Regions from separate parts of the Triticum aestivum genome. Here region 1 is linked to region 2. A link is a contact called in public Hi-C data. All regions are on one chromosome and are shown on one strand. The core of a region is the stretch at or near the end of the contact, and the rest is flanking DNA. Distances in the headings are between cores, read along the strand shown.

Region 1 (3,346 bases), core at 345-2,844, 640 kb after region 2:
CCTCACACTTACTGAATTAGCATAACTGATACTACCTCCTGAACCTAATCTTGTGCAGATAGCTGCCTATGCTAATCTATGGCCCAAATTGGGAATATACGTTGGTTTTCCACTATGCACAGGGAGCTTTATTCCCCCTTTTTGGTTTGAACAAGATTTTATTCCCCTTTTAGTTCTCGCAATCTTCATAAAGGTGCATCATGCATGGAGTTCAACTCTGTGTTCTAACGGTAACATTTGATACTTTTGTGCAGCATTACACGTGCATCATGTAATTTAGAACCCAAAGTCAAAGTGGAAAAAGGTTGTGTTTTTACCTGTCCCCTACTGGCTTGGTGAAGATTTGTAGCAACACCCCTTGGTCGTCCCTGTCGACGAGCACCCCCAGCTCCTGGCATTCCTTGATCTGCGCCTCCGAGAGCACATCCCCGGCGATGCGCCGCACGCCTTCGTAGTACTTCGGCAGCGGGGGTGGCAGGAAGTCGAAGCCGCCCATGGCGGAGCGCGCACGCATCTCCCTGAGCGTCCTGAGCACGTCGCTGCTGGCCACCGCGATGTGCTGCACGCCCGAGCCGCCGTGGTGTTCCAGGAACGTCTGTATCTGGCTCCGGCGCTTGGTGCCGTGCACCGGCTCGTTGAGCGGCAGCAGCACGCCCTCCGAGTTGTTGGCGAGCACCATCGAGTTGAGCCCGCTCTCGGCCGTGCCCACGTCCTCCGTCGTGAACTCGGCGAACTCGTGGAACCCCGTGAACCCGGCGACGTAGGCCGCGGCGGGGGCAAGCTCCGGGACGTTGCCGACGACGTGGTCGAACCGCGTCAGGCCGTAGTCCACGGCGTCTGGGTTGCTCACGCCCTCGAACCCCGGCAAGAAGGGCACGTCCCTGCCGTCCGGGTGGCTGACGAAGCGGAGCACGACGTCGCCGTAGAGCTCGACCTCCGCGAAGCCGAAGCCGCGGCCGAGGTCCACAGGGCTGAAGGCCGGGCGCGCGCCCCCGTCGACGCTGGCGCGGAAGGCCTCGGCAGCGTCCGCGACGCGCAGCGCTATGGAGCGCACCGCGAGGCCGTGGTCCGCGGAGAACTGGCGCGCGGCGTCGGCGGAGAAGGAGGGCAGGGAGGCGGTGGCGGCGTCGCAGCCGTTGGCGTAGGGGGCCGTGAAGAGGAAGGCGAGGTTGCCCGAGCGGAGCAGCTGGGAGGCGTGCACGGAGTTCCCCGTGGAGAGGTCGGACCTGGCGGCGAGCGGCGCGCCGAGCGCGAAGGCGAAGCGGCCGGCGGCGGAGGCGGCGTCCGCGCACCAGAACTCGACGTGGTGGAAGGCGAGCGTGTGGAAGCGGTCGCTGCGCGGGTTGAAGCGGACCATTCGGCGCGGCCGCGCGTGCTCCGGCGTCACCGCGGCGGCGCCGGTGGCTGCGGGGGTGGTGGGGGTGGGCGGCATGGTGTGTGTTCGCTTCTTGTCTGCGTGTGGTAGTGGCTCCGGGTTATCAGTTACGGGAGAAGTGGGGGTAATAAAGGGAGCAGATGACGCCACGTGGGCCTTGGGGTTTAGTGGTGGCGGGTGGGATTTGTCTTTTGGCGTTTGGTGGTGTGGGGGCTCGAGCTAGTGTGATGGGTTTGCTGACTGGCCCAGGGTAAGGTACATCCAAGTACAGCTAGAAATATTATTATTGCAAAAAAAAGTTCAGCTAAAAATATTGCCAGGTTCATATTCTCTCTAGCTATTAGTAGTGGTCATTTCATCTTTCTTTTTCTCTCCCCTCCCTCCTGATTTTTAGAGTTGATCTTGGTTTTTGTTTCCTCTACTCCTCCGACGGCCTCGTCGGCCGAAGTTGGGATAAGAGAGGAGGACGGGTCTCGGGTAGATGTCGCTGAGGCGACTGGTGATATGTTGTGGAGAAGCTTGCCACCGTTGCTCGGGGGCGGCGTGTGGTGGAAGCCCTCATCTTCCTATTTCTTGCCCATGGTGGATGGAAGTTGACGAAGGTGGATCTGGCGACAGTTTCATAATAAGCTCGTTTGGTTTCGGATCTGAAGATCATTGGAGTTGCTTCTTCCTTCTCCCTTTGTTGATGCGGTGGTGGAAAGGGCGAGAAAGTTTGGGGAATTTTTACAGGCATCGGTGCTCACTCGTCATCTTCATTTACCTCTCCATATCGACCTTTGTTGTCGGGGCTGAGGATCAAACAATGGATTTTCTTCAGTGAGCGGTTTGGATGGCTAGGACGGAACACTTGACTTAGGTGGGTTTGTCGACAATCTCTGACGCCCCCTTGTTTAGCCTCCGGAAGGGAGGGCCTTCTTTCATTGCCCTACGATGACATGTTTTGTGTCCGAAGATGGTGGCCAAAGCATCTTCGCGCGAGGTCGCCAGCAGATTGAAGACTCGATGTGTCTTTGTTTTTAATGTAAAATGGGAGGGCTTGCTTGTAATTCCTTTTTTCAGGGTCCTCTTTGCAGTGTTGTGATGCTTTTGTTGTTATAATGCCAGCTCTGGCACCTTCGGGTCCCTTCGCGTGTTCAAAAGAATATTCTCTCTAGTTTTTCCTCTATTTGTCCAAAGGATTTTTCATAGAATAAACAATTACAATTCTTAGGAGTTTTTCATAAGTGCCTTGTTTGATTTGCTATATTCTGATTCATAGAAAACATTGATTAAGATTCATTTGTATTGGATTTCATAGGAAAGTTTCCATCAACTCTAACCTCATGAAAAGAATTCTTTGTTTTTTCATGAACAATCAAACGACCATACAACCCCTCCCCTCCACCCCTCACATCCCCTCCCCGAGCTCATCCAACTCTCGTACTGCCTTCTTCCACCAACGCCTCGTACACAAAACACCATGGATTCGTTGCCCTGGGGCTCGAGGTCTTGCTACCAAGCTCTAGCGGAGGCATTGGGTCTACTAGGGAATACTCCCTCCGTCCGAAAAAGTTTGTCCCTCAAATGGATGTATTTAGCATTAAGTTAGTGCTAGATACATCCATTTAAGGAACAAGCTTGGGACAAGTTTTTTCGGACGTAGAAAGTAGGTAACTAATTTATGGAATTTTTTATGTTACTGATGTTTCTATATATATATATATGTTGAGTAACGTGATTGTATTAAAAAACATAGATTAAATTAGGAAATATTCTGACTTGCCTTGTACTCCAAGTAGATCATGTACTCTTATATATATGTCCATGAGGCTCAAGCAATACAACGACTATTTCACCAATCCCTTTCTCCTTCTAACATGGTATCTATCGCAAGTCAATCCTAAACCCTAGCCGCCGTCGCTTCCGCACCCACGCGCCGCCCCTGGGGCGGTCGGCCTCCATGACCGCCGGCAGGGGCCGCGCCACCCG
Region 2 (3,307 bases), core at 552-3,051:
GGGTATCTAATGTAGTTGAAATCCCCCAGTACCAATCAATCAGAGTCACCAGGCATTTGAATATTTTGAAACTAGTCTAAAAATTTAGCTCTAGCATCATACTGACATGGACCATATATATTTGTTAGAACTATGAATTTTCATTATGGCAAGAAGTGAATTGAACAAATTAGCAAATCTATCTTGGAAGACCTTCACTCCTTGAAAAAGGCTTTCACTGCCAACAACCAACAAGGCCCTAGGTGCACTCACCGAGGGGAAAAATCGTATTCGTTTATCCTTATTGGGCAAAAAATTATTAAGAAAAAGCCATCAAAGTGTTCCTTTTTCTTTTTTCGTGGATTACCTGAGATAAATAAACTCAACGAGTTATCCGAAAAGGCCACGTAGAAGTTTCTCCAGCCATATTTCGAACACAACCACTAAAACCATAAAATTATGTTCTAAACTGTTGCACATTTGAGCATGTTGATCGGGGGATTCACCAAATCACGTCCACCACTTGCCCCCCAAAAATATGGCGCACATCGACACCTGCCAATCGTCCCCCATTTGTTCGGACAAATGCGATGCGATTGGGCGGGGATGGAGGAGAGGGGAGTGGGTTGTGTTTGGCTGCGTGTGGGGTAGTGTTGACGTGACAGATAAAACGGGTTTGGGAAAATTTGAATAGTCCAGACATATGTGTGTGTGTGGTGAGGGGGGGAGGAGCCCGTTTAGTTTTTGTATGTTTTTGTTAGTGTCCTGATTCTTCAGGTGGACAAATTGGGGCAATCACAAGGAATACCCTTGTTTATGTCCAACACCAATAGCCCGCCACACTCATAACCCCTCGGGCTTGAAGGGCATTCGTCAATGACAATACCAACATCAAACCTGCGCGGTGCAGACATCATACAAGGCAATTATGCGGCTACAAGGATGCAAGAGAAAGAGGATGGCTTTGAGATCATAATTACGAGGTAAAGATGACGATAAAGGCATCAATGCGAGTGTGTGTGTGTGTGTGGGGGGGATTGTAGCGCCGCAACATTGACATTATCTTAACGTAAAATCATATATATGGCGAGGACAATGTCGAAATTTTCATTTGCCAAAAAAATGAAATCTTCATACAACAAGTAGGAAACAAAGATAAAAAAGCAGTGTTTCTTTTCATGTCAGCAAAACGCCTCGTCAACCGGTTCTATCCCCACCACCACGTCCTTTTAATTTATTTTTTTGGCCAACCAATTTTTTAGTCCCATCACACCCATTTTTCGCATATTCTTCGTACAATAATCAACCATCTTAATTTACTTATCTTCTGCATCAATTCCACATTAATTAGTTGCAAACATTTATTTAGACAATCATCAAGAGATTTTGATAAACATTTATTTACACAATCACATGCAGGATTTGATTTTAACATGGGCAAGGAAACAAAGAAAACAAAGATGATGGCAACCGTGAGACAGTCACATTTTGGCAGTAAATCTTTTCAACTAAATCAATGAAGTCGGAGACCCCGGATCTTTCAAAATAAATAAATTTGGCAGTAAATCCCATCCTTTGTCTCTCGTCTCGCAGCGTGAAATGCAAACGAGCGTGGCAGACCACACTGTACGCCCACCCGGTCACCCGGTAAACCGCCGACCTGACTCGCCCCCGAAACGCCGCCGCGGAACCGCAAATCACCACCACCCCTCGAAACGATTTCAAATTTCCAACCCCGGTAACCGGCCCCGCACGCTCCCCTCCGCCCACGCCGTTCCAAATAAAACTCCGCTCACCCACGCCCCCCCACTCCCCACAGATCCGCGCCTCCACTCCCCCCTCTCCCCCCCTCCTCCCCCCTCCAAAACCTCGCCGGAACCCTACCCCTCCCCCGCCGCCGCCATGAGGGAGATCCTCCACATCCAGGGCGGCCAGTGCGGCAACCAGATCGGGGCCAAGTTCTGGGAGGTGATCTGCGACGAGCACGGCATCGACCAGACCGGCAAGTACGCCGGCGACTCCGACCTCCAGCTCGAGCGCATCAACGTCTACTACAACGAGGCCAGCGGCGGCCGCTTCGTGCCCCGCGCCGTCCTCATGGACCTCGAGCCGGGCACCATGGACTCCCTCCGCTCGGGGCCCTACGGCCAGATCTTCCGCCCCGACAACTTCGTCTTCGGCCAGTCCGGCGCCGGCAACAACTGGGCCAAGGGCCACTACACCGAGGGCGCCGAGCTCATCGACTCCGTCCTCGACGTCGTCCGCAAGGAGGCCGAGAACTGCGACTGCCTGCAAGGTATACCCTCCTCCGCCTGGATCTGGACCTTTTCCTTCTTCCCGAAATGGATCTCGTGTGGTTTTGGGGCGTGTAGATCTGCTGCCCTTCTTCCGTGTTAAAGCGATCTGTTAGAATGCTATTACGATTACTGGCTTCTCGCCTCGTAGATCTGGCCTTTTGCCCCCTTTGCGCAGGAGGTTGTTCGCGTGGTTCTGAACCTGTAGATCTGGCTTCCAGTACTCATACGATCAGGGTTGACTGTTCATTCTGCTTCTCTACTTGACGAGGGGGTGCATTTGGATGGTTTATGTGGTTCTAACCACGGAGATCATCGAATAGTAGAATGGATGCGGTAGATATCTGCTACTTTGCTGTGATCAGCTGCATTATGTTGGTCTTTGGCGTGTATGATAGATCCATTGCATTCAAGTTGTTATTTGCGTGTATGAGGTCCAGTGCATTCCTCTGGTTGCATAATTATCTGCGAATTCTATGTTTATTTCTAAGCAGTAGCTGTCCACTCTCTACTACTCTGCTGAGTAAATTACAGTAAATTCTCAAAGAAGATTAAAGCATCAGTAGAGTAGCATGTGTGATGTTGATTTCTCAAGCACCAGTGTGCCTGCTTAGTGATGTGTGTGGATCATAGCATCAGTAGAGTAGCATGTGTGATGTTCATTTCTCAAGCACCAGCGTGCCTGCTTAGTGATGTGTGTGGATCATAGCATCAGTAGAGCAGCATGTCTGATGCTGATTTCTTGAGCACCAGTGTGCCTGCTTAGTGATGTATGTGGATCAAAGCATCAGTAGAGTAGCATGTCTAATGCTGTTTTCTCGAGCACCAGTGTCCCTGCTTAGTGATGTGTGTGGATCAAAGCATCGGTAGAGTAGCATGCGTGATGTTGATTTCTCAAGCACCTGTGCTTATGAGTCTGCTTGATGTGCTCATTATGTTCCAGTTTTCTCTATGTGTGTGGATTGCTGAACATTACAGAACATAACACTACTCTAGTTATTGGGTTGCCTATTTATTCAAGTGCACACTGAAAT

Evidence for each region. A called contact is a pair of places that touch in the nucleus more often than the background predicts.
Region 1: a Hi-C map of leaf shows a contact between it and region 2, with 5 times the contacts expected there. The contact joins the promoter of LOC123132423 here to the promoter of LOC123132419 in region 2. A contact is called at or near these places in 2 of 5 Hi-C or Micro-C datasets (both in leaf).

What each region holds. Positions count from the first base shown.
Region 1 is chr6A:119,401,372-119,404,717 of IWGSC CS RefSeq v2.1, forward strand. LOC123132423 (4-hydroxyphenylpyruvate dioxygenase) reads right to left here and starts at 1,595. Exons shown (of 2, transcript XM_044552214.1): 1 at 318-1,595. The coding sequence starts at 1,432.
Region 2 is chr6A:118,760,196-118,763,502 of IWGSC CS RefSeq v2.1, forward strand. It overlaps LOC123132419 (tubulin beta-3 chain-like), which reads left to right and starts at 1,802. Exons shown (of 3, transcript XM_044552211.1): 1 at 1,802-2,275. The coding sequence starts at 1,882.